2 separate regions of the Mus musculus genome follow, and region 2 is linked to region 1. The links are chromatin contacts, called in public promoter capture Hi-C maps. All regions are on one chromosome and are shown on one strand. The core of a region is the stretch at or near the end of the contact, and the rest is flanking DNA. Distances in the headings are between cores, read along the strand shown. Region 1 holds the start of Frmpd1 (FERM and PDZ domain containing 1). Region 2 holds the start of Trmt10b (tRNA methyltransferase 10B).

The links. Capture Hi-C pulls out chosen DNA fragments and counts their contacts.
Region 2: a promoter capture Hi-C map of adipose tissue shows a contact between it and region 1. The contact joins the promoter of Trmt10b here to the promoter of Frmpd1 in region 1. A contact is called at or near these places in 2 of 39 promoter capture datasets (neutrophils and trophoblast stem cells), 3 of 484 Hi-C or Micro-C datasets (cerebral cortex, palatal mesenchyme and stem cell-derived neural progenitor cells), 11 of 115 datasets of contacts at active chromatin or transcription factors (differentiating embryonic stem cells, embryonic hindbrain, embryonic stem cells and 5 more) and 4 of 9 other capture datasets (adipose tissue, embryonic stem cells, liver and 1 more).

What each region holds. Positions count from the first base shown.
Region 1 is chr4:45,183,124-45,186,462 of GRCm38.p6, reverse strand. Frmpd1 (FERM and PDZ domain containing 1) reads right to left here and starts at 1,557. Exons shown (of 16, transcript NM_001081172.2): 1 at 1,506-1,557.
Region 2 is chr4:45,295,618-45,298,956 of GRCm38.p6, reverse strand. Trmt10b (tRNA methyltransferase 10B) reads right to left here and starts at 1,789. Exons shown (of 9, transcript NM_027266.4): 1 at 1,762-1,789.

The DNA.
Region 1 (3,339 bases), core at 308-2,807:
CTCCCTCTCCCCAGACTTCTGACTTCCGAAAGCCTGAAACCGAAAACCAGCATGTCTAGGAAGGAAATCAAACAAAACTGCTTCCACGAGATGTTTCTCACTGGGGCGCACTAATTGCAGCACAAGATACTGGGCAGTGGGACAAATCTCACCTTCTATCACACACGCTCAGGTATCTCGTTCTCAACTTCGCTCCGGCTACACCAGAATTCACCTATCCCGGAAGTCAAGACACGTCTTTTCTGAACTGTGGGCCTCTGCAGCCCCATGGACATGGACACGCAACACCCACCGGAGGACTCCTGATTTAGAGCGAGTCTCCATAACCAGAACTGTAAAACATCTCAGCCTCCCCTTAGACTGGAATTAAGCATCCACTAGCCTCCTTCAGGGCCCTACAACAGGGCATTATCTTCCCCCCTCAATTTTGAGAGGTTTTGGCAAAAAAATAATAAATAAATAAATAACCACCTCACAAACAGAAACATTTCCTGATCTATAAGCCACTTTGAAAACAAATCATTATGTCGTTGAATATTTTATGACGGCCAATGCACCGGAGTAAGCAAGGCGCGCTCTCACCAACCCTTGCCATGTCTATTTTGAGACTCCTAGAGCAAACCCCAAATGCTTCCTTTATTTTTTCCAAACACCAATTTGTAAGTGCTGGATAGATTCTTGATGGATTAATGGCTCCACCCAAACTGACCCTGCAAACCAGAGCTCAGAGACTCCCCTTCTGTAGAGTTTTATAGTAACTGACCTCAAAGAACATCTCACTACTTTCACCCTACCTTAGAGGCACCAAAACCAGCCTCAAAATGTGGACTTGCCCAAGGTCACACAGCCAGGATGGCTCTGGGACACCTAGCCCTTGCAGCTACTCCATTTCCAGAGGCCATTGCCACACCCATCCTTAAGCTCAGTCAAGGCTGCTGCGGGTTAGGGACGCGACCTGTCCCTCCCCACCAATACAGACTTCTGTAGGTCTTCAACATTCCTCTCCACTCCCCATGAGCTCTGGAGCTGACACACTCTCGGGCACCCCCCCCCCCACTCAAAACAGAGCAATACAAGCGTGACGCTTCAGCCGATCGTCCGGGCGAACAGCTCAACCCACTCTGGTGCAGGTATGGCAGTGGAGACCGGACAGGCAGGGCTCATCTGAGGTCACTCAGAAAGTTGGCGCTGGCTGCGGCCGCACCTGAACCCAGGGCTGCCTCGCGGCTGGTCGCTCCTCCCACAACTACACCGTGCAGACCTCGGAAACTTAAGGCACACGGATCCCATGCACAGAGTTAACCGTTGCAGGTCCCAAGCAAGCTGGCGGCCACGCCACGGACGCCGGGAGAGGGGACACGAGGAGTGGAGCGGGTCACCCGGGAGCGCAGCGTGGAGGGCGGCGCGGAAGAAGCCAAGGAGCAGCTCCCAGAGACGCAGGCCTGGGCTGTGGGGATCCAGGTATCCCCAAAACTTTGCGGCGGCGCGGGGGGCCTCGCCCTTACCTGAGGAGGAGGCGCCGCCCGCGTGCACGCGGAGCCGGCGGGAGCAGTAGCTGGGGCGCCCCGCCCAGCGGCGGCCACGGTAGCCGGCCGGGCTCGGGCAGCGGCTCGGCTTGGGCTCCGGCTCGGCTCCGGCTCCGCCTCCCGCGCCGCGGCTGCAGCCCGAGGGGGGAGAGGCCGGGCCCGGCTGCGCCCGCGCCGTCTGGCGGCGGCAGGTGCTGAGGCTGCAGCTGCGGGGCCACCAGCTGCCGGCGCCGCGACCCCCGCCCCGGGGGAGGAGCCCCACGCACCGCCCACGCGGGCTCCTGAGGTCCTGGGCCGTCGCAGTGGGCGGTCCTGCTCCCACCCAGGCCCTGCCTCGGCTGGCCTTCCCCAACTCACCCGCCGGGGGATACGCAGCGTCCCCACGGGAACACTGAGGCTGGGAGGGGAAAGGGACACCCCAAGGTCACCCAGGCCAGCAGCCTAAGCTGGAACTCGGAATGACCCCCCTTCTAAGCTCTGGCTTCCCAGCTTTCTTACCCCGCGGTAGGAGACCCTGGGGAACACAGAGGATCTTTATACTTCCCTTGTCTCCCAGTCCTTGCCTCCCCAGTCTCTCCTGCTGAGGGCAGTGGAAGAGAGTGGGCTCACTTTAGGCACTGTTGACCACTACCCCGTCTCTGCCCTGAGAAGTCATAGTCCCCCAATCCTTCTGTTCTGGGGGAGGGGGCTCGGAAGATCTAGAAGCCTTAAACTACTGAGATACCCTGGGGCTCTGCACCCATGCCCCTTCTGATCCCCGCCCCCACCCCCCAAGCCGAGTAACCCAGTTCCCATGTTACAATTCTACCACCTCTTTCCCCATGCAAGTCTCTTAAGATGGAATAGCTACACCCCCAGGCTTACGCTGTGCTAGACACTGGAGAAGTGGCCTCCAGAAAAACCTGGTACTGTTTCCTAGTACAGTCTAGCCGATTGAATAAAGTGCTGATCCGGTGCCCGTAGCACCATCCCGCCTACTGAAGGGGGTGCCTCTGAACAACAACTGGAGTTGGCCAACTAGAGTGTGGGAAAGCATTCCAGAGGACCAGAACAAAGCTCTCAGGATATCGCAGCTTTCACTGAAACAGGAGCAGAAAGGGAGCAGAATTGAAGAGTTAGAGGAGGCAGTTCCTGGTCAGTATTCCGTGCTATCCTTAGCTATCATGGGAGGAGGAGTTTTAAGGATAGAAGGTGGCAATCTTGTTGCCACCAGATTATCAAATTAGACCACTCTGGGAATCAAATGAGCACAGACAAGATCCTTAATCCAGTGACAAGTGGGCAAAGCAACAGGTCAGCCCTTGGCCTGATGAAGACAGAAACTCCAGCACCCACCAGGTCCCTAGCCTCCAGTAGTAGGACCCAGGGTTAGCACCACTGGGGGAAGTGGGAAGAAACGGAAGATACAGAAGCATGGTGGGTATAAAGTCAGCTTTAAGAAAATTAAATATATTTCGCAATAGCTTATGAACTGACGATTTACAGTAAACTGAAAGACTGTACCGTGGATGGAGATTATGTGCACAATCCAGATTAAACACCAATGGGGCACTTGTCACACAGGAAAATAAGAACCCAGCCCTGTTGTCAGCAAGAACAAAAATTTCCCATCAGGTCAGATCCTGTCCCTCACAGTTTCCTAGCTGCCTGGGTCGATAATGTTTCACACAGGGCCGTCATTGGCTTCAGAGGCTCTGCTCTGCGTGGGATGCCCCCCTGCACGCTCATCCCTGACAGCCTGCTGCACTGTTTCTCCCTACATCTGCCGTTCTGGTGGGTCCCACAGTGCCAGGCACTCTTTGCCTTAAGGCTG
Region 2 (3,339 bases), core at 540-3,039, 110 kb before region 1:
CTAGCAGACACAGTGATTATACCCCATCTCAAATGAACAAGCACTCTTTCTGAGCCTTAGTCACTCAATGGTTACTAATGAACCGACACAGTGATGGTATATCCTGGGGATTTGGTGGTGACATCCATTCCATCTTTATGAGGTTCCAACTTTCAACTGCTTTGAGTGTAACTCAAACAGGTCCTCCCATTTCCCTACTCTACAAACAAATCCTTCAAGAACTTATAGTGAACCTCACACAGTAAAGAGCATCCTAGGACCAGGGAAGTAACTCAGGAGAGCGTGTGCCTACCATGCATAAAGCCCTTGTCTCAAACCCATAACATAAACCAGCTGTGACAGCTTAGGTACTACTAGCACAACGAAAAAAGAAACAGGAGGGTCAGAAGTTCACGGCTCAAGTTCAAGTTCATCCTTGGCTACATAAAGACTTTGAGGTTAGTCTAAACTACCTGGGACCCTGTCTCAAAATAAATCTGTGAAATATATATATTCACAAGTATGTAGCAGCAGATATATAAGAGCATCTAAATGTTTGAGAATTACACCACTCTTCTGGCCAGAGTCAGCAGCATTTTCTATTTCACTCACCGTAATCCAAAATCTACACACTATCTGCACAGATCACTAAGGGCTCTCTCCCTTCTGTCAACTTTCTTTTTTCTAGAGGATTCTATTTATTTATTTATATTTATTTGTTTGTTTGTTTATTTATAGACAGGGTTTCACTATGTAGCCCTAGCTGGCCTTGAACTTGCTATATACTGGTTGGAGACCAGGCAGGCCTCCAACTCACAAATCTGCCCTGTCTCTGCCTCCCACATTCATCCATCCAACCATTCATCCATCCATTCATTCATTCATTCGTTTGTTTGTTTTTTGAGACAAGGTTTCTCTGTACCCTGGTTATCCTGGAACTCCCTCTGGAGACCAGGGTGGCCTAGAACTCACGGAGATCTGCCCGCCTCTGCCTCCCGAATTAAAGGCTTGCACCACCACACCAGAGCCATTTTATTTTTAAAAATTATGTATGTGGCTATGTGTGCATCAGTTCAGTACAGGTGTCTGGAGCTTAAGTTACAGGCAGTCATGAGTCGCCCAGACATGGGTGCTGAGAACTAAACTCCCATCCTCAGCAAGAGCCATCTTTCCTGGTAGCCCCTCCTCCATCATTTTCTTTTACGCTCTGTGGTATACCTATTCCCCAAACATACTAAATATCCCGATGTCTGCATAAACTGTGACCTACCTATTTCCCAAACATACTAAATATCCCAATGTCTACATAAACTGTTAATCTCTGCCCACATGCTCTTCCCTTAGTCTCACACGTCCTCAGATCAGGCATATTTTCACTATCCAACACCACCTACTTATTTTTTGTCTGATTTTTTCACACCGTTCCAATAAAATTAAATGTTCCGTTTACTCAGACTCTCAATAAATACTTGGAGTTAACACCGCCGTCTCCGCCTTAGACCTTTTCTAGCCCAAGTCCCACCTGATGAGCACAAACGCCGTCGCTAAGTGTCCAATCATCCTGTTTGCATAGGTCTCTCATTTTCTCATTCTGAGCCCAACCACCTTCAGCACCAGAACACCTGCTTAGATCCCAGGCTGCAGGGAACGCGGGTCACACTGACTCGCGTGCTGCGACCGAGGAAAGGCAAGACCCAGACTCCCCAGGGCTGTGGGGTGCCTAGGCGTCTCGGTGGGACCCCGCAGTCTCTAGCCAACCCTCAGAACCAGATCTTGGCTTACCTAACACACCTTGCTCAGAAGAGAACACAGTTGGTCCCGCCCCAAAGCCACTTCCGGTTCCTGATCAGCTTTGAGTGGCATTCTGGGAGTTGTAGTTTTCAGTCTAACAACGCACTAGATGATACCAGTAGATTGGCTGGGCTTCTATACTCTGGGTTATCTGTCTGTTAGTTGACGATGGCAATTCCAAGTCCTCGTAAACCTTACATAGCTCAAACAGGTGACTAGTGGCTTTCTGGCGACTTTAAACCAAGCTCTAAACCACCTACTTTGTCTTTTTGGTCAGTATGGGGCCCTTAAGATTCCCTGGGTTTCCCTTCAACCAGCAGGGACTATGAGCTAGCACAGCCCTTTCCTGAGCACACAGTGGTCCTTCTGCCGCCAGGCTGTCCAAGTTCAAAGCGCAGACAAGACTTAGCAGGCAAAGAGTCTAGTGGCTAGTTACATACCTTGAACATCTCCCTTCACATATCAACTCAGAAATAGGCTCAGATGCGTGAAGCGACTAGTCCAAGTCTTGTCTTTACTTTTCTTTTTTTAAGATTTATTTTTGTTCATATGTATGGGTGTTTTGCCTGCATACACATGTGCATTTCATGCATGCTTGGTACTTGGGAAAACCAGAAGAGGGTATTGGAATCCCACTCCCCCGCACCTCTCCAACCTGCCGCCCCCATCGGAACTGAAGTTACAGAGAGTTATGAGCAGTCATGTGGGGGCTGGGAACCAAACCTAGGTTCTCTGCAAGAGCAACTGTAGTGGCTATTCCTGGTTGTCAACTTGACAATATTTGGAATGAACTACAATCCGGAATTGGAAGGCTCACCAGTGACCCTTATCTGGAGGCTTGGAGATCCTTATCTGGGTCTTGGTTTGAAGATCTTGAGCCATAGTGGCTATGGATTCCAGAAGATTGAATCTCCGAGTTTAAGGAACACACCTTTAATCTGGGCTACGCCTTTCATCTGGGATTAAAGGTGTGGTGGGACACACCTTTAATCTGGGCTACACCTTCTGCTGGAGACAATATAAGGACATTGGAAGAAGGGAGTCTAGCTCTTGCTCTTGCTCCTTCGCCTGCTTGCTGCGTGAGACTGAGTAACTGCTAGATCCTTGGACTTCCATTCACAGCTGCGACTGAACAATTGTTGGGAATTGGGCTGCCGACTGTAAGTCATCAATAAATTCCTTTACTATCTAGATACTATCCATAACTTCTGTGACTCTAGAGAACCCTGACTAATACAGAAGTTGGTACCAGGAGTGGTTCTAGAGTAACAGAAGTACAAGGATGAATCTTTTAAAATACTGGAATTGGCTTGTTGATCCACCAGCACTTTCAACTATTGAAACCTCTCCAGATTCTCTCCCTCCTGGGAGCTCAGAGAATTTTGAAGACCCATGGTTGAAACTATATTCTGAACTTAAAGAAGCTAATGACCTTGATTTTCTTAATGAATTAGGTGATTCAGTGCACAAAGCTTTCTACAAGATGGGGAAAAAATCGGAAAATGATTTTACTGGCTGGCTGCTCTTAGTATCTGTGGAAAAAATGATGAATGAAAGGAAGGAGTTGTG